Regions from separate parts of the Sus scrofa genome. Here region 2 is linked to region 1. Evidence: chromatin contacts called from public Hi-C data. All regions are on one chromosome and are shown on one strand. Each heading gives the region's core, a stretch centred on a gene start, on an enhancer-like site or on the middle of the called end of the contact. The rest is flanking DNA. Distances are from core to core; before and after follow the strand shown. Region 1 holds the start of IRAK3 (interleukin-1 receptor-associated kinase 3). Region 2 overlaps GRIP1 (glutamate receptor-interacting protein 1).

Evidence for each region. Hi-C and Micro-C count contacts between places; a contact is called where the count stands out from the background.
Region 2: a contact with region 1 is called in a Hi-C map of liver, with 2.3 times the contacts expected there. The contact joins the enhancer-like site here to the promoter of IRAK3 in region 1. A contact is called at or near these places in 1 of 5 promoter capture datasets (liver) and 3 of 47 Hi-C or Micro-C datasets (alveolar macrophages, heart right ventricle and liver).

Annotation. Positions count from the first base shown.
Region 1 is chr5:30,520,705-30,528,337 of Sscrofa11.1, forward strand. IRAK3 (interleukin-1 receptor-associated kinase 3) reads left to right here and starts at 4,000. Exons shown (of 13, transcript XM_021091960.1): 1 at 4,000-6,394. The coding sequence starts at 5,836.
Region 2 is chr5:30,725,990-30,733,622 of Sscrofa11.1, forward strand. It overlaps GRIP1 (glutamate receptor-interacting protein 1), which reads right to left. Exons shown (of 23, transcript XM_021092918.1): 19 at 6,050-6,206; 20 at 4,034-4,145. Among named protein-coding and RNA genes, the nearest start is that of HELB, 84 kb to the left of the region's middle. Within about 2 kb of position 3,757, at least 3 of the 83 cell types and tissues checked have an H3K27ac peak or open chromatin away from gene starts, as enhancers often do. A contact at or near this core is called in liver, where this site is marked.

The sequences.
Region 1 (7,633 bases), core at 2,750-5,249:
GCTCTGGTGTAGGCTGGTGTAGTCTGGGAACCTCCATATGCCGCGGGTGTGGCCCTAAAAAGAAAAAAAAAAAAATCCAAGCTTTTACTTTTATTTTAAAAGTTCAGAACAATGAAATAAATTCAGTACAAGAACAAGAAGAACTATGACCACTATGAAAGACTGGAAGATGTGGATAACTGATTACCAAGTACTGTTAAGATATGTACCCTGAAACCTGATGATGGGACATAATTTCTGGAACTTATGTGCAGAGGGTTTGTCGTGAACTGGTTTGTGTCATCCCCTCCACACCAATTCATGTGTTGAAGTCGTAACCCCCAGTACTGCTGAATTTGGAGAAGGGGCTTCTAAGGAAGTAATTAAGGTTAAATGAGGTCACAGGGTGTGTTGGAGAACGGAGGGGATGAAAAGGACCCACTGAACTAAGAAGGCATCTTGGGACTGAAAAATGAGTCAGGAATCCCCATACAAGGGATGGATCAATAGATTACAGGGTAACTTACTCACAGAGTGGGATCAGTTGGACAAGAATCTGGAATCATTCAAAACTGCATTCCACAAAGCTGAGGGGCCACTGGGGCAATGTTATAATTAGCTTAAGTGCTTAGAAACAGGACGTGCCCTCCTAAATCAAGATTTATGATGAGTATCTAGTCTTGTGGGCCCAGAGAATACATCAGCAACAGTCTTCTTCATTGTTCAGGGACTGAAAGAGTATAGAGGCCACGTAGACCTAATGATCACTAAACAATTTCTATTAACTACAAAGCCATTGATGACAAAGAAGAGATTTACTGCTCAGCACAGTTCCCAGGAGGGTCACTGGTTGAACTGAACAGGCCCAAGATGGCCCAGTGTGCCAACAGCCACACACAAGGTGGAACTGGAGCTGCAGCTGCCTACGCCACAACCATAGATAGCAACATGGGATCCGAGTCACATCTTCGACCTACACCACAGCTCATGGCAATGCCAGGTCCTTAACCCACAGAGCAGGGCCAGGGATTGGAACCACATCCTCATGGATACTAGCTGTTGGGTTCTTAACCCCCTGAGCCATGACAGGAACTCCAGGTTTTGGAGGCTTTGATGCCTGTGCTTAGCTGGGGCGTGGCCACTGACAATGTCATTGTCACCCTGGCCTTCAGTTTTCCTCAGTGTCTCTGTTCGTCTTTGCAGTACATTAGTCTCTTACCTCCAGCTGGGATAGAAAAACGTCCTTCTTCTGGTGTCCACAATTTGGTGAGGGGGAGGGTGGAGTTGGGGAGTATCCCATGGCAAAGGGCTGGGTCACATGGTGAAGGATTCTGAGGTTCCACAACAGCCCTCTCTTCAGCAGAAAGCAGGTATGCTGGCAGTGGGTAGGGTGCGGTGCAGGGTCTGGGGCTGGGTGGATTCTAGGGTACTCTCATGCACAGCTAGAAGTTCACACTGCTTCCACCCATCCTGGCAGAATCATTCTCTACTAACATTTACTTTCTCTCAGGGGCCCTGCTGTCTCTCTCCACAATCCAGTTTCCATGCCCGTCTCACATTCCACAGATAGCGCTGTATATATACACTTGAACTCCAGTTTTGGATGGAGGAAGCTCGTTTCCTTCCCATAGGTTTTATAGGCCCTCGACAAATTAGGGAGTATTACCAAATGTCTCTTCAGCGAATCAGTTAGAATGCATTTAGCTGCAAATGACAACACCCCTGGTTTAAAAACTGACTTAATAGGAGAACTTATGTCATATAATTACAAATCCACAGGCAGGATATTCTCTAGGCATAGAACAAATGAGTTGGCTAATGATCTTATCAAGGGTCTGTTTTTTTTCTCTCATTAGACCATCCCCAGGACTCACTTCGTTCTAATAGTCATCTCTGTGTGGTTGCAAAATGGTTCCAGAGATGGCCAAAGCTGCTGCCTGTTCTTATTCAGATCAAGAGAGAAAGAGAGGGAGAGAAATCTGAATGAGATTTGGTCTCCAGAGCCATAAATTATTATATTATAAAATCAGTATTCTTAGGATCATTGCCAATTCCAGTCACTTATTGCCAATTCCAGTTGCATGCCAGCCTGAATATGAGTACATGGACCATATAAATTTTAAATATGGAAGTCAGGGTAGACAACAGTCACATGGTAAGAGAATTCCAGGCAAGAGAGTAGCAAGGACAATTGATCTAATGTGGGATTCTGCCTGGTGTGTTCCAGGATCAGCAAGGAGTCATTGTCGCTACGCAGAATGAACAAGGAAACACCATCAGAGGGTAACAGAGTGGAGGGGGAGTGGGAAAGAGAATGCAGATCATATGAAGAGTTTGATCTTTCTTCTGAGTGATATTAGAAGCATTGTTGGTTTCTGAACAGAGAGCCATCATCAGATGTGATTTGAAAGGCTCAATCTGGCTGCAAGGTTGATTAAAGCCTGTAGGAGGCGATAGTGAAAGCTTTTAGTTAGGAGACAAGGACAGTAACCTGGACAAGACCGGTGATGGCTCAAACCAGAGTGGCAGTTGTGGAGGTGGAGAAAAGCATCATCAGATTCTAAATGTATTTTGAAGAGAGTCACCAGGATTTGCTGGTGGATTGGACATAAGCTGTGAAGAAGTGGAGGAGTCAAGGATGTCTCTTCTCTCTATAGTTTTTGCTTCAAGCAACTGGAAGGATAGAGTAGATGAGGAAGAATGTCAAAGGGCAGGTCCAGGAGGCATGATCAAGGGTTTGATCGTGGACCTGAGTCTGAAGCTCAAGAGAGAGGTCTGGGCTAAACATGGGTATATGGCAGTCCTGGGAAGATAGTTGCTATTTAAAGTCTCAAAACTGGCTTAGATCACCAAGGGAGTGGGTGTCAAAAGAGAGAACTATGAACTGAGCACTGGGGCATGCCAACACTGAGTTATGGGAGAGCGCCCAACATTATAAATCAACTATACTTGAATAAAAAATGTTTTAAAAGTGTTCAGGGAGAATTGGAGGACCCAATGAAGGGAAGCTGAAGAATAACAAATGCAGCAAGAAAAAATGTAAGAGAATGTGGAAGACAAATGAAAAAAGTGTCCAAGAAGGAAGAGGTGATCAACTGTGACAAAAAAGTACTGGTAGGTCAAATAAGATGGGGACTTACTTGACTATCTTTAGTAATGATGTGGAGATAGGTGACCCTGAAGAGAGTAGTTTCAATGGAGTGAGGGACAGATGGCTTTAGTTACAGTGGGCTTAAGAGAAGATAAAAGGAGAAAAATTAGAGACAGAATAGTCAACCCTTTACTATAAATAGGAGAAAAGAAATGGGATGATTGTGGCATCAAAGAGGAAAATGGCATCAAAATTTTTTTTGGTTTGTTTTAAGAAGGAAAAAATAACAGCATCTTTTCATGCTGATGGAATGGATCCAGAAAAGAGAACTGATGACTTTGCAGAGCATGAGAGAAGATGGGATCTAGTGCCCAAGTAAAGGGATGAGATTTGGGAACCTTGATAATTGATCCACAGAAAAGGGAGGGGGAGGATGAGAGTGTATGTTGACACAGATGATAGTAGGTAGGTTGATGTGGTAAGATTCTGCAAAAGTTTTTCCTGATGCATCAGTACTCTTAAGATCATCAGCCAAGCCTAAGCATGAGGGAGAAGTTTAAGAGATCAAGGAGAAGAAATTGGGCATAAACGACTTATCAAGGAGATCAGCAGAATAAATGAACTAACAGCACTGGTGTTACTGCCTGGCAGCATAAAGGACCCACTTGAGAAACATGGCTTTGATTTTATTTATTTATTTAATTTTCTTTTTGTCTTTTCAGGGCTGCACCCACGGCACATGGAGGTTCCCAGGCTAGGAGTCAAATTGGAGCTGTAGCCGCCGGCCTACACCACAGCCACAGCAACGTAGGATCCGAGCCACGTCTGCAACCTACACCACAGCTCACGGCAACGCCAGATCCTTAACCCACTGAGTAAGGCCAGGGATGGAACCCGCAACCTCATGGTTCCTAGCCAGATTCGTTTCTGCTGCGCCACGACGGGAACTCTTGATTTTAAATTGAGTCCAATTAAAAGATTTTTTTTCCTCCCCACTCCCTCCCAGCTATAATCAGGTGTGTGTGTAGAGCCAAAAACTGGATTTTATCAGGATGATAGATTTGCCAAGAGTTCAACAAAGTGAGGGGGAGCAAGAGAATAGAGAGCATATGCAAGGGAGGGATTAAAATAATTGAGTATAGACTTGATGGATAAAGAGAAAAGTGAAAATGTCCAGAGGGTGGGGCCAGAGAAAAGTTGGCAAGATTTTGGATTTGGAATCCTGGTGGGGGGGTAGGGGTTTGGGGGGTTAGAGTACTAGAGGGAATGCACTAGAAGGATAGGATAGATGTGATCAGAGAGCAGATTGATGAAATAGAATTCACACGTGGGGTGCAGTTATTGCCAATGACAAGTTCTAGTGGACGAGTGAGTGGCTGAAAAAGGACGGAGGACAAAACCACTGAACAAGACAAATCAAGGAACTTAAATAGTTCCTTGTATTAGAAAGATCATCATTTATCTACATGTATTTTAAGTCACCAAGGATTAAGACAGCGTTTGCACTTGAAAGAATTACAGTAAGCAGGAGCTATATGGTCTAAAAATGAGGAGGCAGAATTGAGGAGGGGGAGAGCAGTGGATGACCGCAACAGTGAAGAGTGATGAGTGATACAACCTGATGATATAAAATTGAAAAGTCAAAGGCAGTTTCAGGGAGGGAGCATGATCTGCTACTAACTGACAACAATGAAAACACAAGAATATGCAGTCTATAGAGATTTCACATAATCAGGCTTTCACATAAAATTCTTGCTTCTCTGTAAATCAGAAGATCTGGAAAAGCAGGTCTTGCTGACGGATTCACTCAGCCACAGTGATTTCCTAGCTCCTTTGCGTATTTGAGTTTGGCTCCCCTGTTCCAGCAATTCAAGTACTTAATTGCCTCTGTGTTGCTCAGCTTGTACAAAGCAGTATAAGGTAGTCCCTTTGAGGGGTATAGGGCTTCCTAAGCGTGTAGAGATGGAAAGGAATTTGAGCACTGAAAAAAGGGATATAGAAATTCTCGCCCAAACGATATTAGCTTTACCAATTTCCAAGTATACTTTGTGGAATACTTTGGGTGAGAACGACTAGGAAATTTGAGCAGGTAGGAAATGATGGTGCATCATCACTGTTGACCTCTAGGGCGCGCCATCCTCCCAAGAGTCCGAAATCTGCAAGGTGGCCAATAGGTGTGGCTATTTTTCAGCTGATAGCCATCATCCCACTTTTCATTCCTTTAGGTTGGGATTCTTTTCACCACTGAGCATCTCCTCTTTTTGTCAGTAGTATTTGCATCATGTCTGCGGTGGGATATTACAGCATAAACAGTGGAAGATTTCAAAACAATAGCCAATTTTACTTAAACTCCCTGTTTAAAGCAAGAGGAAGATCCTGTGAAGCACTTTGAGGAAGGAAAAGATGGTTGAAAAATGTTTCATCAGGAAAGCCCGGGGAGAAAAGAAGGTGGTAAAACCAAACAGCAGCATGGAGAAGGGACAGCCTCGTGAAGAAAACGTCCACAATTTTATTCCACTTTATTCTCTCTTCTGTTTTTCCGTTGTTGGTATCCAGGTCCATCTCTTCCAATAATCATTAAGACATGCACATTTATCTGTTTAACTTCGGTGAAAGTTGGGAGGGAAAGGTGCCAAACGTTTAGAGCAGTTGCCTTCAGCTGAATGAGGCTGTAAGTCATTATTTTCCTCTTTCAGTTTTTCTGGGTTTTCCAAATGTTCCTCAAGGAACAGGGTAAAACGAAATACGTTTTTTAAAAAGACGTCATGACAGGTCATCTCATATCCATCCAGGCCAGGCCGAGAGGGTGGCGGACTCTTCATCAGTTCTGCGCTTCTGGTTTTTCTCCAGCTCTCACTCTTCGCTTGGCCTCGTCTGGTCACGTCCCAAAGCCGCAGGAGCGAAAGGACTGTCGAAAACTGAAAGCCCGCGAGAAGGCAGAAGCCGCGACCGGGCGAAACCGCCGCCGAGCCGGCGTCCGCGGGGGCTCTCCCGGGAGCGACGCTGTGCGTCACGGGGGGCCCGCCCCCCGCGCGGCCGGGGCTAGGCGTGTGCGGCTGTCTTGGCCGCCGTCGTGGAAGCAGGATTTCCGCGGTTGTGTAACGGCAACGCGCGGCCGCGGAGAGGCTAGCGCTCCCCATCCCTCCCCGGCCTGGCCCCTGGTCTCCAGCGGCGCAGCCATGGCCTGGACGGCGGCGGGGAGCGGCGGGGCCCGCGGCGCGCTCTCGGCGCACACGCTGCTGTTCGACATGCCGCCCACGCTCCTGGGCGAGTTCTGCGCGGTCCTGGACAGCTGCGACGGCGCGCTCGGGTGGCGCGGTCTTGGTGAGTGCGGCCCGGACCGAGGCTGCGGGGGTTGCGGAGGGCGACGGGGAGCGGCCGGTGTGGGGGCGGGGACGGCCGGGCGGCGCCTCGCACTCTCGGGCCGACGTGCTGGCCGTGGGGCTTGGCGGGCTGGGCGCTGTCCGGGATGGCGCGGCCTCCAGGGGGCCGGGTAGTGAACCTGCCCTCGCCTCGCTCGCCCTGGGAAGGCGGCTGGTACTTCCCGAGACCTACCCCCAGAGTTCCCCCTTGTTTGTCAGAGAAATTTCGAATTTTTCTGGAAGATTAAAGTGAGCAGAGCCTTGGGAAAACAAGCTACTCGCGTGAAACCACCTAATGTTGCCTGCTTTGTTGGTTTGAATATTAATAAGAAACGCCTGTGGGATATTTTCTTGTCATTGCAAAATGACCCCCAGAATATAGTTTTTGTATGAAGATAATGTTTATACCTTTATCCTGTGATGCTTTCAGTGCACGTCCCTTAATTACCTTTCAGGTGAAATGCTAGAGTAAAATATTGTTTGTAATTAACGTTGTTCACAGGTTTCTTATTTAAATATGTCTTGCTTATTTACCCACTCTGGTGGAATGAAGGTTTAGGCTAGAGAATGGCTTTGTAATTTGGAAAGTTGGCTCTGAGGAGTTCCCCTTGTGGTGCAGGGGAACCGAACCGGGTTAGTGTCTATGAGGACTCAGGTTCCATCCCCGGTCTCGCTCAGTGGGTTAAGGATCCAGCGTTGCCATGAGCTGTGGTGTAGGTCCCAGACGCCGCTCGGATCTGACGTAACTGTGGCTGTGGTGTAGACGGGCAGCTGTAGCTCTGATTTGACCCCCTAGGCTGGGAACTTCCATATGCCGCGAGTGCGGCCCCAAAAAGCAAAAAAACAACAAAAACAAAAAGGAAAGTTGGTTCCAAGACTCCTTTTTATGCAGACTTTGGAAAGTTAGCAACTGCCTGTTGGAAATGATCGTCAGAAATAATCCAGATAAAAATCTCTAAGTACATGCAGTTATGACTCAATTTGATACTTGATGATGTCACATGTATTGTTAGTTGAAAATAAACACAAATAATGTCAAAACAACTTAGCCTTAATTTTTCGAAGTACCTGTTCTTCCAAGAATAGCAGAAGACCAAGAAGGAAAAAAGTTTTATTTGTTGTTGAACAATATGGTCACACTTCTGGAATGAGGCATTGGGTTTCTAGTTACTTAAAGATTGTTTACATATTAAAAGCGCTG
Region 2 (7,633 bases), core at 2,507-5,006, 210 kb after region 1:
GTTCCTTCGAAATGGCCTTTATGTAAGACTGCTTTGAGGAATAGTCATTCATCATGCTACTGGATTCAACCCTTTGCTCAAAAGCAGTGAGACTTGGATTGGATTTTACCAGTGAATTGAGAAGTTTGTTCAGTTTCCATATATTCCCTCCATAATACATGAGGAATGGCAAGGTCAGATCTCAAAAATGACCGAGAATCAGAAGTGGAAGTGAAGGAGCATTTGAAACTAAAATCATGTTGGGGATGTTCATTTCTCATGGTTAGAGGATGCTAACATTCTGAAAATATGCCTGGGGCCAGCTCCATGTTCTTTGATATGATGGTTAGATAATGGGATGCCAGCATCGGTGAATCTGCCTGAAATCATGGGAACAGAAAACAAATTCCATCTCCTACGTGACTGGCTACACCATATCTAGTGATTTATATTAATACTGATGCTAAAAGTAATGAAAGTGTCATTTGTTGAGTTCTTTGAATGCATTCACCTATTTAAGCATCATGCCAATTTTATGAGGCAAGTGCTGATTTTCTTCCTAATTTACAAGTGAGGAAACTGAGGCACAAAGAGGTGTAATAATTACACCTCCTCCTTTCAGTTAAGGAAAGGGATGCTTGGATAAAGGAAGCAACTTGCCCAAGAGTCTGGGATTACAACCCAGCAATCTGTCTTCAGAACTGTTATGTTCGACTTCCAGGCTGTACTGATTCTCAGTCAAATATGAGGCTGTAACATATAAAACTGACCTTTTAGTAAATGGAAAAAAAAAAACCCACCTTATTTGTCCAGTGTGGATTATTCATATTATGGTTTATTTCAGATAAATCCCTTTTAAACTGAAACTTTTCTATTACTAGCTTCGTGGTAACATGGGGCATCCTTTTACCTTATGGTACTTAACTCACATATATCATTTCTTTGTTTAATCTACTCTAGCCAACAGTATCTGATGAGTGTTTTCTCTCCCTGATGACCATCCACTTTTTTTTACCTATTTGGACTAGTTATTGGCTTTGTTAACAAATTTATACTCATTTTTCATGGGATTAGCAGGAAACACGTTGGAAGTAGAAGAACTGCTACAGCTGAGAGACAACAGTTCTGCTTTGATAATCCTTAGTCACAACAGGAGTTATATAAGCTGATCTGGAAAGAGTTCTGATGGAAGCAAGGACATCTTATCAGTAGGTTTCCAGATCAAGTTTTCAAAGGATGGATTGATTGCTTTGTTTAAAGTAAACAGAATGAGTGACATCTCTGAAGGAATACTGACATTAAAACACAAACAGAAAAACTAAAATAAAAAAGTTTAGGAGTTCCTGTTGTGGCGCAGTGGTTAACGAATCCGACCAGGAACCATGAGGTTTCAGGTTTTAAACTTTTTAAAAAAGTTTAAAAAACTATTTGATGTTTTCTAGGATTTATTTTTGCTTCCAGAGTATGCATCACCTGTTTTCATTTTGTGCAACTCATAACTATACTTTTTGAAAATTATCAGTGAGATAACTGGTATGCATACAACTTAGAAGGAGTATGTTTTGTTTTGTTTTGTTTTTTTGTCTTTTTGCTATTTCTTGGGCCACTCCCACGGCATATGGAGGTTCCCAGGCTAGGGGTCGAATCGGAGCTGTAGCCACCGGCCTATGCCAGAGCCACAGCAGCGCATGATCCGAGCCACATCTGCAACCTACACCACAGCTCACGGCAACGCCGGATCCTTAACCCACTGAGCAAGGGCAGGGACCAAACCCGCAACCTCATGGTTCCTAGTCGGATTCGTTAACCACTGCGCCACGACGGGAACTCCTAGAAGGAGTATGTTTAAGAGTTTTCTACATGACATTTAGTTAAATCTTCTTCCGTGTTATACTAAGCAAAAAATAGTTAAGACAGTATGTATTCATTACTCAAAAAAGCAGAAAAAAGAATTCCTATTGAACATTGATTAAGTGCCGTGTTCTGTGTTAAGCGCCATATAAGAATTAGTCATTATAATCCCCATATTTTAAAGAAGAAATAGCTGATAAGAGAGATTAAGTAACTTGTCCAAAGTCATAGTCTGAGTTTTTCAGTGCTAAAATTGAACCTAAATTATTGCTAGCAATGGGGAAAATGATTAGTATAATTATCATTTTATTTCAATTTTAATCACTTTCCATCTTAGCTCGTCTTCTATATTTGTTATAGTTACAGTATGCTTTAACTTTTATACTGGATATAAATTTCATATGCAGGAACCTAGCTGCAATAATATTTTTTGCAGAGTAGCATTTACAATTAAGGGATCAAAGTTCATTGAAACAAATGAATGAATGGACTTTGTTCCCAAAGTGTGAATAAGATTCTAAGGATGTGTCGATCATTCTTCCTAGTTGAAAACTTTAATTTCTCTTTGGCTTATAAGTTCAAGCAACTTTTTTCTGGATGTATAATTTCAAGGGCCACACCTGCCTGAAGTGATGCTAGAGAAAATCTATTGGCTGCTGCAACATAACTTCTGTGCTGATGGATATCATTTTCATTAGGTAACTCAATCTCTGGGTGAAAACAATCTCAGTGTATTAATTTTCACATGATCTTCATCTTACCTAATGGAAAAGAAACTATGAGAAGAATAACTGCTTCTTCAAAAGAGAAGTATTTCAAAATGCCAAGTGAAAAAGACATATGAGCCAAAACACGCTTTTAAAAGCAGAAATAGGTTCAAAAATTGGAAATTGATATCCTTCTTCAGTTTGGGCCTCTTCTGCAGAGCATTCTCCATACAGGAAGCAGTAAAAGTTTAAATAAGCCAGCTGATACTTAAGCATTCTACTTTTTTTGAAAGTCGCAGGAAAAGAAATCAAACTGCTAACATCTTGAGTCATTTATATTTTAAAGGATTATCCATCTCCAGGTCCTTTAACTGTGCTCTGAAGCTGAAGTTCATGCCAGGTAATACCATGATGTTTACAAATTCAAACTAATAGTTTTCTTTATAATTCTCTTTGCAGATTCACAAACATTAGACTCACATAAAATATCCACACATGCAATTGAGAAGCAAAATAATATCAAGATGAGTCATCATTTTTAGAATTGCAAGAGTCCACCCAGTTAGGCCATTCACATTCCTTATGGTGACTTGGGGACCTCATACGACATCAAAATAAAAATGAGACTTTTGCCACTTTTTTTTTTTTTTTTTTTAAACAGCTCAGAAAATTTAAAAGAACATAAAAGGAAACAGTCCGGGACTTCCCAGACCAAAGCGTGACTACCGTCAGCAAATTTATGGGTTTGATTAAAGAACTCACCAGGAGTTCAGCTATTATACTCCATCTCTCTGCAGCTCCTTGAATTCACATCAAGTTAACACAGAATCAGGATTTGCAATTAACATCAATGTACTGTGGAATATTTTGACTGCTTATCAGACTGGCCTTTATTTTTTAAATTTAAATTTTTTTTTCTTTTTTTTTTTTTTTTTTTTTTTTACCAGCTGCATTGTCGTCTACTTTTAGGGCACAATGACATGAAAGAAAAATTTCCTCTTATGTTCCTCTTCACGATCAAATTAACGTCTCTACCAGGTACAAAAGAAAACATGCCAAAGAAACCTTTCGAAAGCAAATAAGAGAATGAGAGACACCACTGCTGGGAAACTTAGCTGGCCCCTAGCGATCCCGTGGCAAACAGGTACAGTCAGGGTTAGCAGGGAGCAATGGCAGAAGCCACAGGTCAGTCAGCTTGGGGTGGGGTGGAAATGGGGAAATCAATACTTTCAACTGCATTGGGTCAAATCAAATCACTGTCTGGAAGGCAAGGGGGCAGGGAAGGCAGCTGCACAAGCAAAAAGATAAACAGAAAGGGTAGCTACCAAGAGAGTCATGTTTCTCAAAGACACACGCCTGTCAGCTTTCTCCTGTGGAAAGGGGTTAAAGCTTTTAAATGAACTGGTGTGATCAATGCAAACTCAAAAGGACCAAAAGAAAACGAAACAAAAATGAATGTAGAAACAAGAAAAGTTAAGTAGCAGGACTGAGGCTACCTCGAGTTCTCTCAGGATTCCTGACTGTCCACAGGTTTCCAAATCCTCCAGCGCTTGGGACCAGAAGTTCTCCTCTTGCTCGGCCTCTGTGCTGTCGGGAGCCCCTGCAAAACTGCTGTCAAAGAGCACAGGCTGCGTTAAGAACTTGCCAGACATATTTTTTCCCCCATATCCAGAATCTCTCTCATCTCACACACACACAATAGAGATTCATTTTGGAGCTGGCTCTGCTCCACCTGTGGCTTCCAAGACAGGCCAGTTCCAGTGGAAGGAAGCTTTAGGGAACTCAGTGTTGCAAAGACCATGCAGTGTCTGCAAGGACCATTGTCTTTCTCATGGAATTTCAGAGAAGTCACGGCTACTGCTGAATGGGACTCTTTCAGCTGCTCTATCTACAGGGAAAAGAGAAACAGCCCTCTTCTTTGAGAGAGAAAAATATGTTTTCCCCGCTCCTTCTAAACATCATTATAGATCAGTTAAGTGCTATGGATAGGGATGGAGTAGGCACAGGCAGTTGTAGAAGACCCAATAAGGGACCACAGAGTGAGAGGGAAACCTAGGGGACTTTGGGAGATCACTGTAAGCTAATAACATCTCGAGACGACCACGAGAACAAGGTAGGCTTGTGTCACTAGTGGAGACTTGAGATAAGCCTCAAGTCATTGGGTAGGGGATGGGGTGAGCCTGCATTCAGATTCAGAGTTTGAGGACCACCCTTCTGCTGATTTGAATACACTCCTTACCGGATACTAAGGAGGGGCTCCTACTTGAAGAAAGAGGAAGAGGCAGTCTTTTCAGTTCCCAACTCCCCTGGGATGATGAAACTGTAGCCCACCGGATCCTGGGGGCAGAGCCTCCTTGCCTGCCCGCTTGCATCTCTCGAGAGTGTCCTATCCTAATAAATCTATTTCTTGTCTATCACTTTGTCTCTTGCTGAATTCCTCCTGTGCGGAGGCATGGAGAACCTGAACCTCAGTGAGTCCAGACACCGGGTGACTGATTCTAATTTAAAACTGCAGGTTCAAGTCCCAACCTGGGTTCTAGCTAGGCTTAGGCTATTAGTGCTGTCAGTTTCAGCTATCACTTTTTATGGTCTTAAAATACTTCAGTAAGGAGCAAACTGCTAAAATAGACCTCTCAGTTAAAAACATGGGACTCCCAATTAAAAAAAATTTTTTTTTGTCTTTTTAGGGCTGCACCCACAGCATATGGAAGTTTCCAGGCTAGGGGTTGAATTGGAGCTGCAGTCACCAGCCTACGCCACAGCAACGCCAGATCTGAGCCGCGTCTGTGACCTACACCACAGCTCACAGCAATGCCAGATCTTTAACCCACTGAGTGAGGTCAGGGATCGAACCCGAATCCTCATGAATACCAGTCGGGCTCATTACCGCTGAGGCACAACAACTCAAAAAAAAAAAAAATTTTTTTTAAATGTAAGTTAATGTGAAACTACCTTTAAACGAAAGAAGAGGAAATTAATCATAGAGTGAGGACACAGTTTACAGACGATTTTCCCCATGTGCAACTGTGGTTTTCTTTCTTTTATCTTTTTTTTCTTTACACAGCTACACCTGCAGCATATGGAAGTTCCCAGGCCAGGAGTCGAATCAGAACCGCAGCTGCCACAGCAACATGGGATCTGAGCTGCAGCTGGGACCTACACCTCAGCTTGTGGCAACATCTGATCCTTAACCCACTGAGTGAGGCCAGGGATTGAACCCATGCCCTCCTGGATACTAGCCAGGTTCTTAACCCACTGAGCCACAACAGGAATTCCCTACTGTTGCTTTCTTTAGGGGAAGCTGAGCTCTTGCCCTGCTGTGTGGGTGTTGGCTCTGGCCGGGCAGGCCTGAGTCCTAGAACCCCGCCACTGGGCTGGGATGGATAGTTAAAGCGGCTTCATGCGGGGCTCCCAATGCTACCGGCAGGGACTGCTGGAAGCAGAGAAGTTCACATCTGGCTCAAAGGACGCAGAAGCAGGTGGGATAGGGCAGCAGCTGGTAAAAACCTTACCCACTGACTGTGGATCGGTCCCAGTCTTCATTACTCAGCCCCACATCTGGGTAAGTCTGGCTTCGCGGCTTGGTGACCGGGGACAAACTGCCCCTCTGTTTGGGGCTCCTCCAGTCATAGGTATTGAAGTTGTAACCTGAGGCCTGAAAGCCAGTGCCTGAAACAAAAACAAGGTATTAGATTCCATTTTCGTAACTAGTCTTTTTCTTGAGGTTTCCATTAGTTTGTTTGAGGAGGCTGACTTTTACTGAATTCGGGATCATAATTAAGTCTTATGAAAGACACATGCACACCTATTATCCCAACTGATTCTAACAGCCCTAAGGTAAGACCCTTAGACTTAAGCAGGAAAGCCCAGCGCTGGGCCTGTGCTTATATGGCTCTCGTATCCTCTGTTCAGTTGAGAAATCTGCTCAGCTGGGGATGTATCCAGACCTGTATCCACCCCTTCCTAGAGCAAGCTCTAGAAAATCAAAACCCTGACTTTCCTGCCCAGACACCCTGAGTCCACCTCCAGAGTGTGCGAGGGCTTCTAATCCAAGTCTGTCCTTTTTTCTTTTTATGGCTGCACTCATGCTATACAAAAATTCCCATGCTAGGGGTCAAATGGGTGCTGCAGCTGCCAGGCCACACTGCAGCCATGGCAACACTGGTCCAAGCTGCTTCTGCAACCTATACTCCAGCTTGTGGCAACCCCGGATCCTTAACCACTGAATGAGGCCAGGGATCCAACCTGTATCCTCACGGATGCTATGTCTGGTTCTTAACTCACTGAGCCACAATGGCAACTTCCCAGGTCTGTCCTTCTGAGAGTGGAACCTGCCACCAGATGTGTGTTCCAGGCCCAAGGAGTGGCCAAGGGTGCTGGTTGCATGGGTGTGGACCGTGCATGGCTAAGCTGGCTGGGGCCCACAGACAGCCGAGATGGGCCTGAGGATCACTTCAGCCACTGAGAAATTACACTGCTAGGGAGCAAAGGGGTCAAACAACTACAGCAACAGCAATAACTGCAATTGACTATGCACCCAGAACTTCATTAAGTGCTTAATTTGTATCACCTTATTTATTCTTCATAATGGTCTTTGCAGGAGGGTACCATTCATTATTTGCATTCAAGTACCTAGGGGTATCTGCAAAATTTCCTGAAGGTTCCAGACCTAATTTCAGGAAAATCAATCTTTAGCTTCTCAAGTTCCACACTTAACATCTTCCCCAAATCAGCCCCGCTGAGAAAATTCTGGGGGCCTGAGATTTGTTTTTCTGCGCCTTTACAAATGGAAGACGTATTTCTTGTCCATCTCAAATGTTTGAAGGATCTTGGCCCTGGGATATAAAAACCCCCAGGCACCAAATCAAGGGATAACTAGGGAAAGACTCCTTCCTGAAGGAAGGGCTCGGGGGTGGAGCCTGTTTCTGCCAGGCACAGACTCATCCATCAATCTCTGTATCTCAGAATCAGAATTCAGAAAGGAGAGGAGGGGGCGTGCATTATGATGTTTATTTGCATGGCAAAATGAAGGCCGACATCCTGACTGGGAGTGAACTCTGATTAGTTTGAGGGGGGGACGGTGGGGAATAGTTTTG